Regions from separate parts of the Mus musculus genome. Here all the other regions are linked to region 3. Evidence: chromatin contacts called from public promoter capture Hi-C data. All regions are on one chromosome and are shown on one strand. The core of a region is the stretch at or near the end of the contact, and the rest is flanking DNA. Distances in the headings are between cores, read along the strand shown.

The links. Promoter capture Hi-C pulls out the DNA fragments that hold promoters and counts their contacts.
Region 1: a promoter capture Hi-C map of liver shows a contact between it and region 3, with 3 times the contacts expected there. The contact joins the enhancer-like site here to the promoter of Fbln7 in region 3. A contact is called at or near these places in 6 of 39 promoter capture datasets (the C10 cell line, the HPC-7 cell line, hippocampal neurons and 3 more).
Region 2: a contact with region 3 is called in a promoter capture Hi-C map of stem cell-derived epiblast-like cells, with 3 times the contacts expected there. The contact joins the promoter of A730036I17Rik here to the promoter of Fbln7 in region 3. A contact is called at or near these places in 12 of 39 promoter capture datasets (the 3T3-L1 cell line, 3T3-L1-derived adipocytes, the C10 cell line and 8 more), 1 of 484 Hi-C or Micro-C datasets (nephron progenitors), 1 of 115 datasets of contacts at active chromatin or transcription factors (neural tube) and 2 of 9 other capture datasets (macrophages and pancreatic islet).

Annotation. Positions count from the first base shown.
Region 1 is chr2:129,358,276-129,362,586 of GRCm38.p6, forward strand. No RefSeq gene overlaps it. Among named protein-coding and RNA genes, the nearest start is that of Il1bos, 9.5 kb to the right of the region's middle. Within about 2 kb of position 2,101, at least 57 of the 459 cell types and tissues checked have an H3K27ac peak or open chromatin away from gene starts, as enhancers often do. A contact at or near this core is called in liver, where this site is marked.
Region 2 is chr2:129,217,001-129,220,790 of GRCm38.p6, forward strand. It overlaps A730036I17Rik (RIKEN cDNA A730036I17 gene), which reads left to right and starts at 1,969. Exons shown (of 5, transcript NR_045838.1): 1 at 1,969-2,398.
Region 3 is chr2:128,861,884-128,866,188 of GRCm38.p6, forward strand. It overlaps Fbln7 (fibulin 7), which reads left to right and starts at 2,049. Exons shown (of 8, transcript NM_024237.4): 1 at 2,049-2,264. The coding sequence starts at 2,190.

The DNA of each region.
Region 1 (4,311 bases), core at 851-3,350, 500 kb after region 3:
GACTCCATCACCATCACAGTGGGAGACATGGCAAAAGGAAGATGGCAGCTGGATCAGGAAGCTGAGGACTCATATCTTGAACTACAAGTACAAAACAGAGGACCAGCTCAAATCTCAAAGCCTGTCCCTAGTGACACTCCTCCTCCAGAAAGACCGCTAAGGTTGATTCAAGACACCCTTAGATCCAAGTTCTCAGCACAAAGGAGATGTATTTGCCCCAGAGGGACAGAGGGCAGGGAATATGAGATAAAGACAGAAGATAGAGGACAAGGAGGAAGGGGAAAGGAACCAGGGATATTTGCCCCAGAGGGACAAAGGATTGCTTCTGGATAGAGAAGAGACAGCTGTAGCCCATAGGCAAATGCCATTTTATAAAGGTAAAGGGACACCTTCTACCCCCTCAGTGTGAGGATGAGTTGGCTAATTTTGATTGGACAGGTTAATTAGGATAGCCACAAGGGGGTTCTTGATTGCTTGACTTCAATACTATGATAGTTGGACCGTGGTAGTCAGCCTCAGGAGGAGGAGGAAGCCAAGTAAGGGGATGGCCCTTGGGGGCCAACTCTAGGAATGCAATGTAACAGTTTTTAGCAAGGCAGAGGGAAGGAGGGAGAAGGACAAGGCCTGCCAGAGCCATGTTTGCCATTCTCAAGCTGGCTAGAGTCCCTTCAGACCACACCTTCTAGAACTACCCAAGCAGTTCCACTAACTGGGACCAGGTATTTAAATGCCCCAGACCATGGGGGACATTTACCATGCAAACCACCACAACCTGTGAATGGTTGATTTCTTTTAAATGCAGAACATGGAGCTATTGAGGACCAATCATATTTATAATATCCCAGAAAAAAATTGCAATTCACTCTTTAAGATGTTGATTAAAACAACTTGATATTAACATAAAAAATTCATGTAGTCCAGTGTTTGAAAGATCTTGGGGGTCCAGATTAATTGAGACTACTGAGACTCCTACAGGATTGCCCTTCTCCTCAGCTTCTTTCAGCCTTCCCTAATTTTACTACAGGGGTCAGTTGCTTCTCTACCCATTGGTTGGGTGCAAATATCTGCATCTGACTCTTTCAGCTGCTTGTTGTGTCTTTCGGAGGGCAGTCATGATAGATCCCTTTTTGTGAGCACTCCATAGCCTCAGTAATAGTGTCAATAATAGTTTCAGGCCTCCCCTTGAGCTGGATCCCACTTTGGGGCTGTCGCTGGACCTTCTCTTCCTCAGGCTCCTCTCCATTTCCATCCCCGTAATTCTTTCAGACAGGAACAATTATGGGCCAGAGATGTGACTGTGGGATAGCAACCCCATCCCTCACTTGATGTCCTGTCTTCCTGCTGGAGGTGGGCTCTATAAGTTCCCTCTCCCTACTGTTTGGCATTTCATCAAAGCTCCCTCCCTGTGAGTCTTGGGAGTCTCTCACCTCCCAGGTCTCTGGTGCATTCTGGAGGGTCCCCCCAACCTCCTATTTCCTGAAGTTGCCTGTTTATAGTCTTTCTGCTGGCCCTCAGGACTTCAGTCCTTTTCCCTCAATACCAGATCAGGTTCCCCTCTCCTTCCCACTGCTTCCCCACCCCCACTCCGTCCACTTTCCCTCCCAGGTCACTCCCTTCCTCCCCACTTGTGATTGCTTTTTTCTCTCTCTCAATTGGGACTGAGGCATCCTCACTTGGGCACTTCAGCTTATTGACCTTTTTGAGTTCTGTGGACTGTATACACCAGATGATATGAGGCCTCCAACAGACATACAGTAGAGGACTTCCGGGTCTGTGTTCAGTCAGAGAAGATACACCTAACCCTAGAGAGACTGGAGGCCCCAGGGAGTTTAGAGGTCAGGTGGGGTGGGGGGTGGGGTGGAGAGGAGGTGTGGAATGTGGAACGGCCAATGCATCTTCTGTGTTTCAAGGTTTTGAGACTTACTTTCTGGTAGGGAAGTGACTTTTCGAGATTATGTAATGGAATAGTTATGCTTATCTAGATCAGGGAAGCGGCGCTTTAAGACATCCTCAGAAGAAAAAACATTGCTTGGCTTGCTTCCTCGCTGCCAATTTGGGAACCAGGATGTGGGTGAGAGAATTCTGAAGAACTAGAAGGAAGCTGCATTACACAACCGTAGGTATCGTTACCCCAGACTCCAACCCAGCTCACCCTCACTCTTAGCCAACAGGCTACAGAACCACGTATCTATTGGCAGCTCAGCAAGGTTGTACTGGGGCATGTGTGTGGTGGGCTGGTGAAGAGCAAGGAACAAGGCGGGGGAACAGATGGATTCCTGACTGAATGCGTATTATTGGCAAGGTCATGGCCAGGTCGAGGACCCCAGTGTCTCAGTCCTGTGAGAATGGCAAGGCTTTTTCTAGTCTGAGTAAAGATGCTGACAGTGTACAGAAAGTGTCAATCAAAGCTTCCCCCTCCCAGATGACAGCATCCTGAGGATGCTACCCTACAGAGACCTGCTAGCTAGCCTGGCTCCCACTTAAACTGTATACATTAAACTTTCTGAGTTTTAGGACAGGCTGATATGTCTTCATAAGGATACATGACTCACTCAACCCCAGCTTTTCTGTATATGCCTATTATTTCTTCATTTCCTGATGTTCTAGTTAGGTCAATCCTAAAGCCCTGACTGGAACAAAGGTGAAGAGAGGTCTATAGAAGACACTATGACTTCCCCTCCACCTCTGGCTTAGACCTTAGCAGCCACCCTCTCCCCTGTCTCTCAGACCAGCTCTGCTCCCAGACAACACTGGATTCTTGTTCTACCCTAGCCTGGTCCTTGCTTACTGCAGCCCTGTCCTCTAAAATCACCCACTGCCTGTCCCGAGGGATTGCTTGTCACAGGATCTCAGACATCAGGCCAAAGTTCCAGCACGTGGGCTGTCCTTGGAAGCTGGTAGAAACTGTGGTGGGGTGATGTGTCACCTACCAAAGTCTCAAACAAATTGACTTTCTATTGGCCCACATTTTGTGTTCTGAGAAGAGTTCAAGGAACATTCTGACTCTTCCTTTCTCAAGTTATCTGAGCCATTTGATGTAGCAGGAAGGCCTTTCTTCCTTCCAGGCCAAGGATACCTAGTACAGAGATCGAGAGAGAACTTGGCTCCACATCAGGAATAGAATTATCTTTTGGAGGATCAGTTTAGTCATTGACTCAGATCCAGGAATTGAAATGGAAGGCATTTGCAAATTTTAATGCAGAGGATTAAAGAAGTGTGTGTTACACACAATATATTCTCTCTGGCAGAGTCAAATGATAAAATTAAGGTTCCCCCTGAAACCTCTCCTTGCTCTGTCTGTCTCAACCCCCAATAACGACCACTTTCAGCTGGGTCAGTGCCCTTCCAGCTCTGCCTTAGGTGCACACGGGTAGACGCTGCACATGGGTTGGGCCTTTCCTTGTGTGTGAATGCCCTTGCTCTGTCCTTGTGTGGTTTGCTCTTTCCTACCAGTGAGTTGTCTGGATCTTGCTTCCAGCCGCTTTTGTTAAGCATCCACAGACAGTGCATCTATGAACTTGTCTTGAACTTGTCTCTTTGGGGCAACAGCAAATAGTGAGTGGAATTCTGAACCATCAGGCATTTAACAAAGCTAAGCACTGGCAATTTTGCCTCTAAAGAGCCATGCACATCTATCTGCATTTAGAATCTGGCTACCTCACAAGTAAAGATGCCATTACAGGTCGCCATTGGACCTGAAGGGGTAGACGGATTGTGTCACTGAACCAAGGAATGGTGGGTGGGTCCTTAGGCTATGGGGCTACCTCTGCATCACTCATGGCAGCTCTCTGTTATGGAACAGGTGCTGTTTGGGTGCCTCTCCTAACAGTGGTCCCATGCTTTGCACTGGTGTCCTGGAACCAGGAGAGGTGAGAGCTGCCCTCCCCACTCTGCCTTAGCTTAGGGAGCTGGAGGGAGAGAAAGCAGGTGTTGGAAGGGGGCTCAGCAGCACTGACTGTTCGGCCTTTGCTTTTTTGTGATTGGTCATTTAGGTTCTTTTGTTTTGGAAAGAAAGCTTTCGTCATTGCTATTTTATATCTGAGAAGGTGATACATTCACACAAAAAAATTAAACTATATAGAAAGTATACGGCGGTGGGGGAGGGGGAAGGCTTTATTCCTATGTGTGCTTATATGTTTTATTTCTTGGCTCTTCCTTATGTATCCTCTAGAAATTTCAGATCAAATATGAGCACACTAGGTGGTTTTGCCCTTTTCTCTGCCCTCTGTTATGTAAGTTTGTATTTCCACTCTCCTTTCTTCCTCTCTCTCTCTCCCTCTCTCTCTCTCTCCCTCTCTCTCTCTCCCTCTC
Region 2 (3,790 bases), core at 719-3,218, 360 kb after region 3:
AGAACAAGGGCAATATCAATGGACAATTTCTGCTTTGTCCCACTCCCTAGACAAAGAAGTATAAGTAACTATTGACTGCTGGGAGAAAGGAGGACTGGCCTCTCCCAGGAATGAATCCCCTTATTGGTTGTCCGATCTAGAATGATTAGCCCTGAAATTATATACATTAAAAAAAAAAAGGACTCAGCAGGTTGTATTTACATATTTGTGTATGTATATACACATACATAGACATGTACTCACTAATAATCACATAAAAACAGGCTCTCAGCTTGAGAGTTGGGGGGCAGGGGAGGGGCTGGAGGGAGGAAATAGAGGCGGAAGTGATGTTACTATTTCAATTAAAATATATTTTAAGGCTGGGCTGTGGTGGCACATGCCTTTCTTTTAATCCCAGCAATTGAGGCAGAGACAGGTGGATCTCTGAGTTTGAGGCCAACCTGATCAAAAGAGTTCCAAGACAGCCAAGGGCTACACAGAGAAACCTTGTCTCAACAAAACAAAAGCAAACAAAAAATAAAAATCATAGCATATGAAGTAGTGGGTTTGCACAGGGCTTCCTTCCTGTGCATTTTTAGTCTTGGTTGACTTGCCTCTAACCCCTCCCATTCCCTTTCCCTCACCCCTGAGTTGTTTATTCTTGGTAAGCCCCCTTGGAGTCTGGAAGTCAGACGGCTTCATTCTAGAATGAATGTCAGTCCTGAATCACTGTCACCAGTAAGCTTCCTGTCCTAAGAGACACACACTACACAATCCTGCCACTGCTCATTTGCAAGTGGCCTTAAGTGTTGCAAGGTAGGCCACGCTGGGCCACGCCAGGTTTTCAATCTTTATTACCTGCTCGGCAGCAAATAAAAATGTCTGCTCTCCTCTGCCGCCTTACGCTTTCACCTCCAGGCAGTATAAAGTGCTGGCAGAGCAAAGGTGGCCCATTAAGGCTTGCTCAGTAAATGCTCTGGTGTTCTTTGTAAGACCTCACGAAACGGAGTGCCTGCTCTGCTGAGCCTCCCCTCTTCTGTAACATAGGATGTTTGCACGCATCTTAATTACCATGTCCTGCCCTTGCTTTCACTAAAGCCTTGTTTAGTGCTTTGCCCTTCTTAATAAGGTCACTGCATCCACTCTATCCTACTGCTGATCTGCCTCAATCTTTACCTGGTCTAAGAAACCTTAATTCTTTAAATGCCTGCTTTTCTTGTTTTCTTCTTTCTTTATCTGTGCATGTGTGCATGTATGGAGGTCAGAGGTCCCTAGGTGTCTACCTCTATTGCCGTCAAACTTCCTTTTTGAGTCAGGGTCTCTCAGAACCTGAAGTTTGCTATTTCAATGAGGTTGGCTGGCCAGCAAGCCCCAGGTGATCTACCTGTGTGTCCCTCCTCCGAGTGGCCGTAGACACGCATTGCTGTGCTCGGCTTCTATGTGGGTGCTAGGAATCTGAACCCAGGTCCTCAGGCTTCTGCAGCAAATGCCTTGCCCACGGAGCGATCTCCTCATCTCCTACACTTTTGCTGTTTCATGTGAGAGACAAGAAAATTCTGAGGGCTGAGAAGGGTCAGGCAGCTGGGCATCAATGGAGAGTGTGAAGATGCTACTACCAAACCTACTTTTGTGGTGGAGTATACTTGCGGCTGTGAAATGAAACACAGGCTGCTCACGGGTAGTACTTGCCTTCCAGAAGACTGGGCTGTTACAGCCGGGGATGGTGTTGAGTGGTTGGTCCCTGCTGAGTACACTGTGGTGCAGTGCAGAATGCTTCTTTTTAAAAAGAGTGAGATGGTTATTTGCTGGGAAATGGTAGCAGGTCTCCCTGACTGGGATATTATTGCTGAAGACCTAGATAGCAGGTCTCCACTTCCATTCATTCTATTTCTGGAAGCAAATGTTCTCTAATTGCAGGCTGGAGCTGAATGCTTCACAGTGTTTCCCACTGTGCTAATTGGAAAAATATAATTTTCAACTCACTGTGTCCTGCTTTGCACAATAACGGCTGGCAGCTGGATTCCCAGTTCAGTTCTTCAAGTGAACTAGTATTTTGTAGTTTAGTGTGAAGGACAATAGACCTTTCAGGGTCCCAGAGAGAGCCTATACTGTATAAAGAACCACTGGAGAATGTCCTCTGGTCTGAAAATATATACCAATTGACTTCTGGGTTGTCCTAGGAGTCTTTATTAAATTTAATTTCTATTAAAATGTTTGGGGAGCCAGCTCTTGGGAATACTAATCAATATTAGTTGAACAGTCCCATGATGAATCTTACATGCACCTTATTGATCTGGAATGAAGGTAATTTTCTTTTACCTGACATCTTGTCTGTCTCCTGGCAAGCTCTCCGTTGGCCTCCATGTGTTCAACCTCACCAGCATTTTGAGACTCAAGTCAGCATGGGAGCAGAGAGCGGGTAAGTAGTGTTTGTGTTTAGAATCTGGTTTTCCTTTAGAGCAGTGGTTCTTAACCTTCCTAATGATGCCGCCCTTTAACACAGTTTCTTATGCGGTGGTGACCCTCAACCCTAAAGTTATTTTTGTTGCTACTTAACTCTTACCTGTAATGTTGTTACTGTTACGAATGTCTGTGTTTTCTGATGGTCTTAGGTGATCCTTGTAAAAGGGTCCTTCAGCTCTAAAAGGGTCTCAACCCACAGTCTAAGAACCACTGCTTTAGATGGCTCTATCTCTTCGTATGTAGAAACACCATCTACAGTAGAGGAAGGCTTTGCTCTCAGAGCTTCCTGTGGAAGTAGCGGTCTTGCTGTCAGTGGTATGCCTCCCCTGTGCGGCCTGTAGGCTGAGAAGTACAGGCTTTGGGCCCGGACATGTCTGGGCTCACTCTCCAGCTCTACCACTTACAGTTGGGTGACCCAGGAGGCTAACTCATTCATTGATATGTCCGTTGTTCATCCAAAAGATGGGGATGACAACACCACTGACATCCCAGGGTTTTCATGAGGATTAAATAAAATGATGCATGTGATCTGGTCAATGACCTCAGCCTTCTCTGTCATGTTTCTGAGAGGCTGCTACTCTCCGAACAGGCTTTTGCAGCAGCTGCTTCTGCCTTCGTTGCCCCCTTCCTGCTTTCCTCTTCTTCCTCCCGAGGTTTTGCTGTGTCTCTCAGGCTGGTCTTGTGTCTTGGGCCTCAGCTTCCTAGCTACTGAGATTACAAGCTTGCCTGGCTTTGCAATTCTCCCGGCAAGGTAATAGTCTACTAGGCACTGATTCTCCGGGCATCTTACTTTGACTGTGTGATGTGACAAGCAGGTTTTCTGAACTGGTAACTTCATCTCAAGTCTGAGCTATGAGTATATGACCTTGAATTGCCTCAGTTTAGGTTGAGCTGTGAATGATATGAAGAAATGAAGATGGTTTATTTCTCTCCCCAGCACAAGAAATCTCAGTCTGTTATAACAGCTCCAGAATGATCAGGGTACAAAGACAGGATCTTCCTTTCTTTCTGGTTCTATTTTTAACATGTGGTTACCATCTCCACAGATAAGTACCCAAAGTCACCAGATATCTGAGTAATAGCAACTTTGATAGCACAACTGGGTTCTAATGAGTAGGAACTAGTACATATACCTTATTCAGGCATATGTGTAAGTCAGTAGGTAGGTACACATCCCACTCCTGGTACCAATCTGCATCAGGATCCAGTTAGAAGACAGAGATCATAGGTTTAAACCATATGGGTGTTTTCCTCAATTACTCTTTACCTTACCCATTGAGGCAGCTTCTCTCAGTTCATCACAGAATTTGTCATGTTGTCTGGTTTTGTTAGCTAGCTTGCTCTAGGG
Region 3 (4,305 bases), core at 799-3,298:
GTGTTCTGACTGGGTCTCTCAGCAAGACTTTCAAAGCACAAGGACATGGACTTTGCTCGATGCAATGGATGGGAGGAAACAGCTCCGTGGTATTTGTTGGATAGCCAATCCTTGGGTGGCCGGTAGGTCCCATGCCCAGTGCCCAGTGCTCCATGCTTTCCAGGGAACTGGCTATGGTCATATTTTAAACTCCTTCCTCAGTATGGTAGTGTGATGAGATGTCACCTTAGGATATTTCTGAATTAGATAACTATAGTGTCCTTACAAAAGAGACCTCATGCTGCTGCTGGTGGCACATGTCTTTAATCCTATCACTTGGGAGGCAGAAGCAGGAGGATCTCTGAATTCAAGGGCAGCCGGTCTACAGACCAAGTTCCAGTACAGCCAGAGCTACATAAAGAAACCCTGTCTCCCCCACCACCACCACCACCACCACCCCACGCCGGAATCCTTATCGATCTCCTGTCTGTTCCCACAAGTGAGGATGAAGTAAACTTTACGGACATCAGTTCTGCCTGTGGATGCCTTGATCTTGAACCTAGCTTGCAGAGCCTCGCGGCACACATTGTATTGTTTGTACACTGCCTAGTCTGGAGTACTTTGTTATAGCATCTCTAACAGGCCAAGAGAGGACTCTCGGCTTGCCTTCTGCTTTCCATCTAAAGCAGCTCAGAACCATTCCATACAGAAGAGTGAGCTTCACAAAATGTCCTTGCAGGGAGAACTAAATTACGTTTTCCAGGAGTAGAGAGGTCCGAGACATCTGGTTCACTCATAGCCTGAGTACAGGAACCTCAATTCCATGCCTGTCACAGGGCTGTTACCTAACTAGACCCCAGGCGTGTTCTGTAGCTGGGCCTTTACTTTAAACCCTTGGGAAACAGACGGAAAACTAGAAGGAAGGCTGTAGACTCTTCGTCACGGAGCATGTGCCCTACTTAGTCACTGAGCATGCGCCCTCCTAACCTAGTCACTGAGCATGCGCCCTCTTAACTTAGTCACTGAGCACGCGCCTTCCAAAAGCCCTAGGGAGAATTGATTTAAAAACTGGCAGAGTTGTCCAAAGGGTGACTTAGTCTAACTCAGAGCCCTTTAAACTTCTTGCTCTCAGTCTCTTTTCACTGAGAAATATTTCTGCAACCTTAGGAATTCAGGCACATGAAGAAGTGTACAGATCAAACACGTACTGGTAATAAATCATAAATTTATTTTAAAGTAATTATTTGCTATAAATATAATTTTATCCTTTATTAAAATTAAAGGAAATTTGATATGCTTTATTAATTTTTACATGAAGAATTAAATCTTGGCTGAATATTTGATATTGAAGAATAAGAAGCAGTTTTGACTTTTTTCCCCCCCTAAATTGATTGTTTGGTTATAAAATTGTCACACGGAGCACACCACCTCATATAAGTAAGTAGTACAAAGTAGCAAAAAACTTAGCGTGTACAGTAAAACCACTTCATTTCGTAACATAAGTTAGTCTGAGATCTGAGCCAAGTGTCCTAGGTGTGTGTGTGTGTGTGTGTGTGTGTGTGTGTGCGTGTGTGATCATTCCCGTGGTGCCCCTGGACATCTGACCAGTAGCAGTTATGGAGACCAAGGATACCTTGGATTCATTATATTTGATTTTGAATTAATTTTTGGTTTCGTGCCTCACCATTTGCTAAAATCAGTAACTCAGCTCCCATTTTTTTCGGCCCACGGTTTAAGAAGAGACGGTCTAACCTGGTCCAATTTATGAAGGCCATCTTTCTGCCATACTAACCCTGTTCTCTGTTGTCCTAGAGGAAGATGTCCTTATGTGGGCTTTGAAGTGGGACAGTCCTAAATTTGGCTCATCAATCAGCCGCGTGTAGTTGGCAGGGGCCTAGGTCTCTCCCGGCGGGCAGTGGGGACTGCGGACAGTGGGGCAGCCCAGGGTGGACACTGGCCACCCTTGGTCGCGAGGCGTCGCACCCGTTCTTTTCCCAGAGCAGAGGATTGGGCGAGCTCCCAGGCGCATTCCAGGCTCCACAGCTCCTCCTCTCTCGCCTCCGCCACAGGGCTGGCGCCTCCCCGCGTCGTCGGGACAGTCCCGTGCAGGCGGCTGCGGACTAGTGGCCTTGGAAGCTGCAAGGGACCCGCGCACTGCGGCCAGAGAACAGCGACCTGCCTTCCCCAGCAGCAAGGCTGTGAGTGGCAAGATGGGACCGGGCTCACAGCGCGCGCTTTTCCTCCTCTTGCTGCTCCTCGCCAGCCCCGGAGCGCGGGCTTTCCAGGTCAGTGTCCCCCGCAGTGCGTCTTGGAGTCCCGCTTCCCAAGGAGGTAGCGCCGAGGCCAGGGCATGCCATGCTCCACTCCTGTGCTGGAGTTGGGACTTGGAGCGGAGTCTAGGGCTGGGGTTTGGTTGATGGAGAGAGGAGCGGGGTCCTCCATCTGTCATTGCAGGCGACCTGGGCTGCTGCAGCCCAACGGGAGAAGGTGGCTCCGCGTGGGAATCGCCAGCCCGGGAAAGTTACCCAAGGATTTCTGAGACACTGGTCTTTTGTGGGTCTTGGTGAGAACACCTGGCCGCCCAATTCTGTTAGAGAATGTTCGTGCTCTCCAAACCCAACATTTACGTTTCTAACTGAAATATTCTTGCTGCCACCACACCCTAACCACTCTCAGAAATTCTTACCAGTGGCCTGATGGATCCTCAGGTGGTCCTATCCTGAGCACCCGAAGCCTCAGAGTTGCAATTATATTTTCTTACACACCCATATGAACAGCAGGGTCTTTTCTTTTCTTTTCTTTCCCTTTCCCTTTCTCTCTTTCTCTCCTTCTCTCCTTCTCTCCTTCTTTCTCTCTCTCTCTCTCTCTCTCTCTCTCTCTCTCTCTCTCTCTCCCTCGCTCCCCCTCCCTCCCTCCCTTCCTTCCTTCTTTCCTTCCTTTCTTTCTTTCTCTTTTTTTTTTGACATTTACGTCTCCAAATCCCACTGGATTTATTTGCTTGGCTAGATTTTATAACAATAACAACAACAACAACAATAAGTATTATTATTATTATTTTATTAACCATTGGAAACTGACTTTTAAAATTGAGACTGTAAATAAAAATGTATTTGAGAGACTTTGTATTGTCAGGTTCAGGTCAGCTTCCATCAAACGCGTGTCAGCAGACAGAGGTCCCTCAACGAGAGTCCTGAAGCAGCTTCTTCAACCATGCCAACAGCAGCATAAACAGCTGCAGGATGTGCAGGGAGGCTGGGTGCCTGCTGAGTGTCCAGATCCTTCTTTAAGACCACCCAGTCAGGAAGAAGTGGTATAAATTCCCTCTCTGACTGGACTCTGACCTGATCTTTGTCCATGCTCCATGTTCTGGGGCTAAATTGCTGTGCACTGGCAAGTTTCCCCGGGGATACTGAGAAGTCCCCTGGGGTGCAGCAAGGCTTTCCGAGCCTGGAGAATTTGGTTTAGATCAGACCTGCTCCTGTTAGTGCGGAAGGTAATGAGTGGGAGTCACAGGAAGTTGCTCAACAGCCAAATGGCCAGGACCCAGCCTGGGGCTACTGTGAGCCCACCCACCAGAGCAATGGGATCTCCCTAGTTTTGCAGATTACAAAGCCAAACCAAACCTTCACCCCATGCCCAGTGCCAGAAGCACAGAAGATACATCTCCACTGGGCTCCCCCATCCCAGGCTGCAAAGGGGCAGGGCATGAGAAGAGTAGACGTTCCGGAGACCAATCATCTCGTGATAGTGGGTGGGCATCTGTCCCACGGGGCGAGGTGGGAAATAGTGAGATTAGGGCAACTGGTAATCTGGTGCAGAGGCAGCACTGAGCTTGCCTCACTTTGAACATGCTCTTGCGACACTAAGATCCAATCCCTGCCGTGCCCTGGCCAGGCTTTCTCAGCCCCTCGACGCCAAGCATAGCCTTCTTTATCTGCAAAACATTTGTAGGTGAAACCAGAGGAGGCTAAAGGACCAGACACCCATGTTTGCTCTAGTTAAACTGACCTTCAGCGAATGGTTGGGGCTCCCCCATCCTTCCAGCTCCAGGCTGGGAAGCAGAGGAACGAAGCACATTGGAAGCCTGTGTTACCTTCTTCCTTGTCATCCTTCAGAGCTCTGCTCTGAGAATAACATCTTCCCAGAACCGTGCTGACCTCCTGCTCACATAGCTTTTCACTCTGCCTCTGTTTTCCTGCTATGGACCCCTGAAGGGCAGATCAGCACTGGCCAGTGTCAGACAGTCTCTAGGCAGATCTTGGCTATGCATGACAACCCAAGGAACTTCTAGAAATTCTGATGCCAGTTTTACCTCCAATGACTCTG